Linked DNA regions of Drosophila melanogaster: region 2 is linked to region 1. A link is a contact called in public Hi-C data. All regions are on one chromosome and are shown on one strand. The core of a region is the stretch at or near the end of the contact, and the rest is flanking DNA. Distances in the headings are between cores, read along the strand shown.

Region 1 (4,370 bases), core at 587-3,086:
CATCGCCAAGGAGGCAGTACAGCAATGCCGTTGGCTTCTTCTCCAGTTCCTGCCTGATGATCTCCGCTGCCTTGTGACGGAGTTCCAGACTCGTGTAGCACTCGATCACCTGCTGCCAGGCGTGTATGCGAAGACAGATGTCCAGAGCTGTTTTGGTCATGCCCAAGGATCGCAGCAAGTCGACAAGCTGTAGCTGCACCTGCCACTTGGGACTCAAGTGGGCGGCGAAACCGTAGGAGAGTCGGGATCGCAGCGATAGCTCCTCCTCGGAGGTGTCAAGCAGTTTGACACACTCCTCGCATTGTTTCCAGCTGCGTTCGACTGTCCTTCTTTGATTCGATTCCTGAAGGCAGTTTAGAAGAAGGGCTGACTGCCGGACTTGGAATGGTCCGTGTTCCTGGTAAAGTAGGGTTTGTGTATACGGCTCCAGTTGTTCATCCGCCAGGCGATCCTTAGGCGTTGAGCGTTTCAATTGCTTTCTGTGTAAAGGAAAGATTTTAGTATATCAGAAAAATATTATGCACCATTAGCCATTCTTACACTTTGGCCAGCACCAGAGCTTGGAGAACACTGGGAAGCGTCATCACTTCGTTGTCCTTCAGTTCCACAAAGCGTATCCGCTCCAGTCGCGTGTCATCCTCCAGAAGAAGCAGTTTTGGCAATTTGGTCGTCTCATTTGTTTGGACGGCTGGAGGCAGAGGCTGCTGCTCGTTTAGATGCTCAACTTTGAGGCAGAGTTGTGGCAGGGCCTTCTGCTGGAATTTGGTGCGTACTCCTAGTAAACCCTCAACTTTTAGCTCCACCTGGAGATGCTTGCACAGTTCATCCAGTATTTGGGAGGCTATTTCAGAGCGATGAAACTGCAGGTAGCCATTGGCCAACTCCAGTAGTAGCAGGGATTGCAGTTCCCTGCTCTCAAACTGATTGAAATGAGCCTGAAGATGTCCAGCTGCTGACTTAAACTGCTCATACAGGGAGGCCGCCAAATCATCCAGCACATGTTGATGCAGGCAGATCAGACGCAATCGCCACCAAATCAGGACCTAAGTATATCGCTCATTAATAAACAGCAGTGCATTTCACTGAAGCCAACAAACCTTTGATTCTGGATGGTTTTCTAAAAGTCCCTCAAGGATTTCCCTGGCAATCAGTAGTAGTTCTACAGATTTTACATTTGGATTCAGTTCCTCGCCGCTGGCCTTCAGTTTCTCGAGTGCGTCGAGTTTCTCCAGCTCTAGTTCACTATGGATTTGTTGGTACTCTTCGAGTTTGTCAAAGGGCCCAGTAAAACTGTTTTGAACAAAAGCGAATATCAGCAGCAGGAAATCCTTGAGTTGTGAGGTGGGATTATCATTCGGATCTGGCTTGACATGCTCCTGCCAGCGTTGAAGGATCTCCCGGAGTTCATCTATTGTCCACAGTTTCTGGCGGGTCCACAATTGACGCAGTGTCTCATCCGCGGGCAGATCTATGGGCAGTTTTTATATCAGATATTACGGGCTATTATTATTATTTGTACCTTCAACTGTCACCGCATCGTTGAAATTGCATATATAATATTCACTGAATATATCGGCAACCATTATAAAAGCTTTTGATGAAATTGTTGTATATTTTGGATAAACAATCCACGTGCTTCACGTGTTTAAAAATACCGGCTTGATTTAAGGCAAAGTTACTACTTTATAAGAGAAACTTTACTTGGTTGGTACGTTAACGGTTTTTCTTGAATTAATTCAATCTTAATTTAATTGCTTAACAGTCATTTAAAGCGTGTTTCTAGAATGTTTTTAAATCGTGCAGATTGTTTATTAGTGATGGGAGTTCCCGAATGTTCCGCAAATAATCAGCTGATCCAAAATATCGCTACTAAAGGCGGAAAATTTAAAGGAAAATACCTCGTTTCTAATAACAAGCAGTCCCTCTCTACCATCTTAGTAAGCTAATTAAATAGTAGCAACTAAATATCCTTTCTGTCAATGAATACATTTTATGTCTATTGCGCGCAATCTAAAAACTTTCAACAAATGAAGTGAAGTGAAGAACTCTTCAAGGGTATTAAAATTCAGTATTATAAATACCAAATGACCTGCATAAAGCTAACCAACACTTTGTCTTGGCGGTAATTTCAAACGCATCTACAAATCAGCTAATCAAAAGAACAGACATTATTTTTAGCCTTACGTTACCTAAAATCGCCCTGCGCCGATTGGTGCTGCCTTCAATTTCGTGCAATTAGACGGATTTACATCATTGACCAAGTCGCGACGGCGCCAGTACGCAAGTTCATGTTTCATTAAATTGCTTTTTAAAATAGCTGCCCGCCTCACTTGAATATTTATATAAGTCACATGAAGCAAACTCGTGAAATGGACAAATTTATTTTTAAAGAATCTTTGTTATTATTGGGAGAGTGCAGGGGAATTACCGATGATAGAGCGCAGCTTTTTCTGCAATTGCCAGAACACACAATGACTAATACACTGGCGAAGATAGCTTCGAAAAGCTTGGTGGTATTTTATTTTTTACGTCTTAGCCGCCGCCGTAGCTTCTAAATTTAAATTTCACGGTCAAGGTCGTCGATTGCCGTCGCTATCGGAGAACGCGCTGAGTTGCCGAGGGGGTGGTGGTGCGGGTGGGGCATTGGCATCGAGCACAGCCCCCCCAAAAACGCAGTACAGTTGCCGGCGGAGAAACAAAAGAAATCGTATCTGGCAGATACTTTGTATATTCCGGCGAAACCCAATAGCACAAGATGCGATAAAGGGTATCAGTGCCATTTAATTGCGATGTGTGGGTCTATCTGCGAACACTTATCGTCGAATGGAATCTGCCAAACAAATCCGGTGGTAAGATAAGGATGGTATTTCCCGTTACCAACTCATTGGACCTAAATGCGGCTGTATTATTTTAATGGAATTTTAATTAGTTCTACAAACTAGATTACACCTTGTTATTAATTTTTTAAATTTAAGATAAATTCTTGAGTTTCAAATACTCACATTAATATGGATTGTTTGTGAATCATTATATCTTAGAAGTAGAACTAACTAAAAATGTATTAAGATACATATATGTTTTATGTTTCCTAACCTTCGTTAATTAGTTCCTGATTTTGTAATATCATACGTATGCAATAATTGTTTGTAAGCCCTCATTGCGCTTATAATATTGAACTTAAGAAAGTTCTAGACTAATTACTATAAACATTTTCAACTCATTTTATTTCAATTTTTAAAATTTTTTCTTTTTTAACTCTCAACAGGTCTAAGCTTTTTTAACGGCTAACTTCCATGTAACTCTTAAATTTTTTAAAATTTGAATTCCACCACATAATCAAAAGAGAAAAAAGCTTTTATTTCTCTTATTTAAAAAATACTCTTTTTGCCTGTAGTATCTCTTCGAGTTTCAAGTTTTCTGCTGAGCTTGGCTTAGTAGTCAGCATAAAAGATTTTGTCATTTTGGCGCGATTATTCCGCTCTCTCCCTCTTTATTGCAGTGCACTCTCTTTCACGCCTGCGTTGCATGGCCAAGTGCACAACGCATTCAAATGCACTCGAATCGAATCCGGTGAATTGAAGCCGGCACGCGGCTTCCAAGTGGACGTCATCATGACCCAAAACGGGCAGTTCGGTTTTATTTTTTTGTTTTTATCTCCAGTTGCTAGGCTGCAAGTTGCACGTCAGTCATGAATAATGCAGATACAAATGCCCTCACACAGGTACAAAAAAAAAATAAAGATGCAAACATTCACTGCAGATACGCAAATGACTAAAGTCCAAATCAAAACAATGGTGAATGAAATTCAATGAATCAATTGGGTTCTTAATAAGCAGACATACTATTGTTTTTTGTTAAACAAAATTATGAAGAATAATACATATATTTTGGTACATTATGTGCTTTATCATTTTCAGATACATACATTTTTATTTTAATCTGAGCTGATTGGAAAAAAACTTGAGCTCGTATCGCCTTAAAAATAAACAAAAGTATAAGATTTCACAATTAATTTATTTAGAATTTTTATTACATCTAGAATAACTCTATTATGTATTATAAATGTATATAAATTATTAATGTATTAATTTTTGCAAATAAAAAAAGTTTGTTTAAGATTTTTAATATTTCTTTTAGCCAAGTTCCTGTTCAAAACAAAAGAACATTTCCAACCTGTCTAGAAATAAATAATCCTTTAGTTTTTTATTTGTTTAACTGGTCCACATAAATAAATTAAAGTTCTAAGCTCAAAACATTTGTTCGCTGTCTCCATCTCTATTTATATTTATTTATATCTGTTTTGGTGGGTTTAATTGCATTTCGGTTAATTTATATTTTCTTATTTTGTTTTAGCCTTTTTAATGTTTCTA
Region 2 (4,370 bases), core at 688-3,187, 840 kb after region 1:
GCAAAAAAATACAAGAATCGATCTTCAAGTGGGAACGATACTAATTTCAAAACTATAGTATAACCAAATTCTAATTAAAAAATATGTAGGACGCTAAAAGTACGCCAATTTACATAAAAATATATATAGATTTGTATCCATAAGTATCGTATTCATATAGGTATATAAAAATAAAATTTCTCATGCTTCTTTTGTTTTGTAATGCCTAAAAAAGTGTGTTTCTCCTTGCCGTATTTAAATTTAAATCCATACATCTACTACATATTCTCGTTTAGGTTCAAGTGTTTTAAAATTGCTTTATCAGGGACTACAAATAAAACACGAATTAATTTAAGACAAATTAATTAATTAGTTAAACGTAAACTAGACCTAACCGTAAACGTAATAATAATTAACATTGAATCAACAAATGTGTGCATGTGTGTGTATAGGTGTGATAGTTGGTGGTAGTAGTGATGATGCATTCCCATATTCATAATACGGAATTCTGCTGTATCCTTCGTTCGCCTTCCATGACCCGGTTGCCCCGAGGGCCTTCCCGCCTTGTTATTTACATTTCATAAATGATTAAGTATTCCGTGTCACGTTCTCCCGGCCTCTATCCCTTGCGCTTGGCGTGCAGCATCTCCATGAGCAGCGTTTGGGTGGGCGCACTGCCGGCACAGTGCTTGGTGTACAGGTGATCCTCGCCGCGAACGGCCATGGCATGGATTTCCGGTAAGATGTTAACTAGCCCTCTGAATTTGTCCTGCAATTAGGCGAAAGAGAATCGTTGCTTAGAGTTGTTTGTACGCAATTTACAAATGATTTCAAAAGTAAATGGTTTTTAGCTCAGATACCCTACACATTAAAACTGAATCCTTTACTCACATTCACTGACGGATAGCAGGTGAGGGTGTAGTCCAGCAAAGCGGCTTGCACATTATCATGTCCCTCGGAGACGGTCTTCCGGTTGACAATACCCCGTACACCTATGGGAAATATTCAAGGGTTTAAGAAGGTTGTCAATCTGCACCGCGCAACTTATACGGCCTTACTTGGATTCAACAGGATTAGGAATTTCATGCAGACATAGTCGCCCATATCGAATTTCAGGTCCTGCAGCTTGTTCTGCAGCTCGTTGAAGTAATCGCCCAGCTGTGGCACTCCCAACAAACCCAGACTCATCAGATTGAACACCTGACCATTGTTCAGTTGCGTCTCGTCGGGCAGGCCGTTATGGATTCGATGATGCAGGTGATCCAGAACAAGCATGTCCGACCAGGAATGCTGCAGCAGCTTCATTTGGTCGTCGACCTAAATTAAAAAATATAAATAAAATTTTATTAGTAAATTGGAAATGAAAAAAGACTTAAACATAACAGGCGCGGTTGCCACTATGCATAAAGAAGGTTTAAAAGCCGTTTTAATTAATAAGATAATAAGATATTTCCATACATCATATAGATATTTCCATCATCATATTTCCATACAACAATCATCAGTTTTGCTGATTAATAATATTAATACAATTTTCCTTTTAGTAGTTCTAATAATGATAGCTAATTCATTTGAACCAATAAACCTTTCGTATACAATAATTTTTAGTAGATTTACTTATTTTTTTAAATGTTTTTTTAAATAGAGTGATCTCAGTTTAGTTTCAGTTTATAGTAGCAACCGCACGCTCAATAGTCAATAGATACATTTTGTATGATGATATGGTATGTAGATAAGTTAAGGCCTAGTTTTGGATGCTCTGGTATTACAACACGTCGTCTCTTTCTCTTGGGGATTCTCTCGGTTTCGCTCTATGTCACTGTCTCTGTCTCAGTCTCCGTTTCAGTTTCTCCGCTCTTGATGGGCTGTGGTATGGGTGAGCACATCAGTTGCGTCATTGAGCGAGAGACGCTGCTGCTTGGCTGACTGACTGGTTCAGCTTTGCTGGCTAAGTAGGTCAGACGCCAAATGAAATCGAAATTCAATGCACATTCTGCCGGCGTCGCTGTCGACGTCGCTTTCAGTTGTCGGTGGTTTACATAACATGCCGCAGACTTGGCCCCTAGTTTGAAAACTGGTTTTTGGCTTTGAACCATGTTGCTGCTGTCTGTGTTTGCTGATTTTCTGATTTCTGATTTCTGATTTTTGATTTACTCGATGTGAGGATATCGGGGTGTTGGTCCATACCTTCAGATCCTTGAAGAAGACGGTGTTCCGTGCCCAGTCTACTTGCGAGAACAAATTCTGGTCGAGCACTTTGCACATCAGCTCGAAGAGATCCACTTCCACCTGGTTGTAGGTTTGCTTCTGCAGCAGGGCAAACAGTTGCGTCTGCCATTCCCGATCGTCAATAGATTGCACAAATTCACGAATCATCGGTGAGACTCTGCATGAATAATAATGTGATTAAATGGATCTCAAGACTTCAATTTACGCCAGCAAAAACCCACCTTAATGGCTCGATTAGCGCGTCGGCTGTGCTCGATGGATGTGTGCCAGAATCGAAGCTTTTTGGTAGAAAACAAAAGATATAGGAAAAGTTATAAATTAAAGTTCAGATCACTTCTAATTGGAGAGCTCATCAAGTGATAACTAAGCAATTCGTAAAAGGGCAGTTTGATGAAGACTTTAATTGGAGATCTATAATATCATTATCAGATATATATTTAAATATAGAAACCGAAGCTCATATAATATCTGATAATGAATACAAATATTTCCAATTAAATGTATATACTCTTCTTCTGTACAAGGAAATCGTTCAAGGTTTGTACATTTTTTACAATACATCTTTTTTTTTCAAGTCTAATTATTATATTATATTGATTATTATATTGATATGACTGCCCTTTTCCACACTTGCTGCATGATCAGGTTGAATCCTTTTCCACAAATATGCTTATGTAACGAAAGTTTCTTTTCAATGTTTGTTGAAGTTCGTTTGTCGTTTAATTTGGTTTGAGTTCGAATATTCATTGAGTTTTGTTCTGGCTTTTGGGCTAAATACCACAATTTCGAGTCGGCCGTGTTCTGCAGAGATCCTATTCCAGCCTCGTGGCAACTGCTGTTGCCATTGCCGCCGTTGCGATGCAGGCCATCGTTGGAATTGGTTCCTCCTCCTCCGCCGCCCGCATTATTGCCACCTCCTCCTCCGGACGTTCCGTTGCCCGTGCTGCTGTTGTTGTTGCCGTTGCTGCTGCCGTTGCTGCTATTGCCGTTGCCCACGGAACTTGGTCCGTTCAGACCACCGCCCCCACTGCCGCCAGTGCCGGCGTTCATGGGCGTGGCTATAACACCGCCCGTGCTCGCGTTCACCTGTCCCAACGCAATTGCTATGGGGCTGGGCGACGAGTCCGGAGATTGGGTGAGTGAGGATACCTGAAGATATAAGCAGAAATTCGTTCATAACTATAGGTTGTATTCCATAAATCTTAAATATCAATTGTATGCCAAAGCGATGACAACGATGAAAGCAATCAAAACGACCAAAAGTATTATTGAGAAAAACAATCCTGATCGCATCGCTCACCTGAGGTATTTGAATTTCCTGCTTAATGTTCATATTTGGATATGCTTGCTGGTAGCCCGGCGAGATCGGCGTTGGCTTGATGTCCGGACCCATCGAGTTGCGCAGCGCTTGCAGCGCCAACTGCCGCTGCCGCATCACTTGCAACTTCCGCGCGCGATCCCGTTTGTACATGGGTCCGAATTTGTTGCGTCCACCACGCATTCTATCCGCTCGAACAGCTGCAAGAAAACACATTTGCAAATGAGTATGAATGAGTTTCGAAGTAGAAAATGATTCTTGGTAAAAGAATTAATTCTGTTCTCAATTTCCTAACAAAATTCCCTTATCTCTCAAATCTGATTTGTTGACTACGGGAACCTTCGTGAAAATCGGAGAAGTTCCTAAACTAGGAAATAAACAGATATTCTTAGCAATGTAAAATAGTTAAACAAATTAATGAGCACCCAGTTTTCATGAAACACCCATTCCCCGTTGATTTTCAATGGTTCTACACAATTTTGAACATTTTCAACATTTCCCACTTAACTGACCCACAATTCGGGCTGGCAAAATTGCAACGCGAGGGGGTTAGCATCCTATTCGTTTCATACATGCTCCTCATTAAAAGCCAACTCATAACAACGCTTCACAGAAACAAACGCACACTATCAACAGCAGGGTGCACATGCATACGCACATATGGGCACGCACATGGGAAATATGGTTACATACACATATTGCGCATACGCCGCTTTGTACAACAGTAGTAAAACAAAAACTGTACAACGCACATCTGTGTATTTACTTGCGTTAGTGTGTGAGAACACGCTAAATGAAACGCAATAAAAATGCGCTTCTTATGGCGCAGCACGAAAAATGAGCG

Evidence for each region. Hi-C and Micro-C count contacts between places; a contact is called where the count stands out from the background.
Region 2: a contact with region 1 is called in a Hi-C map of the Kc167 cell line, with 1.6 times the contacts expected there. A contact is called at or near these places in 5 of 107 Hi-C or Micro-C datasets (the Kc167 cell line, the ML-DmBG3-c2 cell line and embryo).

What each region holds. Positions count from the first base shown.
Region 1 is chr3L:17,910,729-17,915,098 of dm6, forward strand. CG5290 reads right to left here and starts at 1,837. Exons shown (of 4, transcript NM_140769.3): 1 at 1,520-1,837; 2 at 1,098-1,468; 3 at 541-1,043; 4 at 1-479. The coding sequence starts at 1,583.
Region 2 is chr3L:18,752,148-18,756,517 of dm6, forward strand. lncRNA:CR45938 (long non-coding RNA:CR45938) reads right to left here and starts at 1,938. Exons shown (of 1, transcript NR_133269.1): 1 at 1,650-1,938. ftz-f1 (ftz transcription factor 1) reads right to left here. Exons shown (of 10, transcript NM_079419.3): 4 at 3,509-3,726; 5 at 2,987-3,357; 6 at 2,430-2,486; 7 at 2,167-2,365; 8 at 1,038-1,296; 9 at 871-971; 10 at 1-748. The coding sequence ends at 599.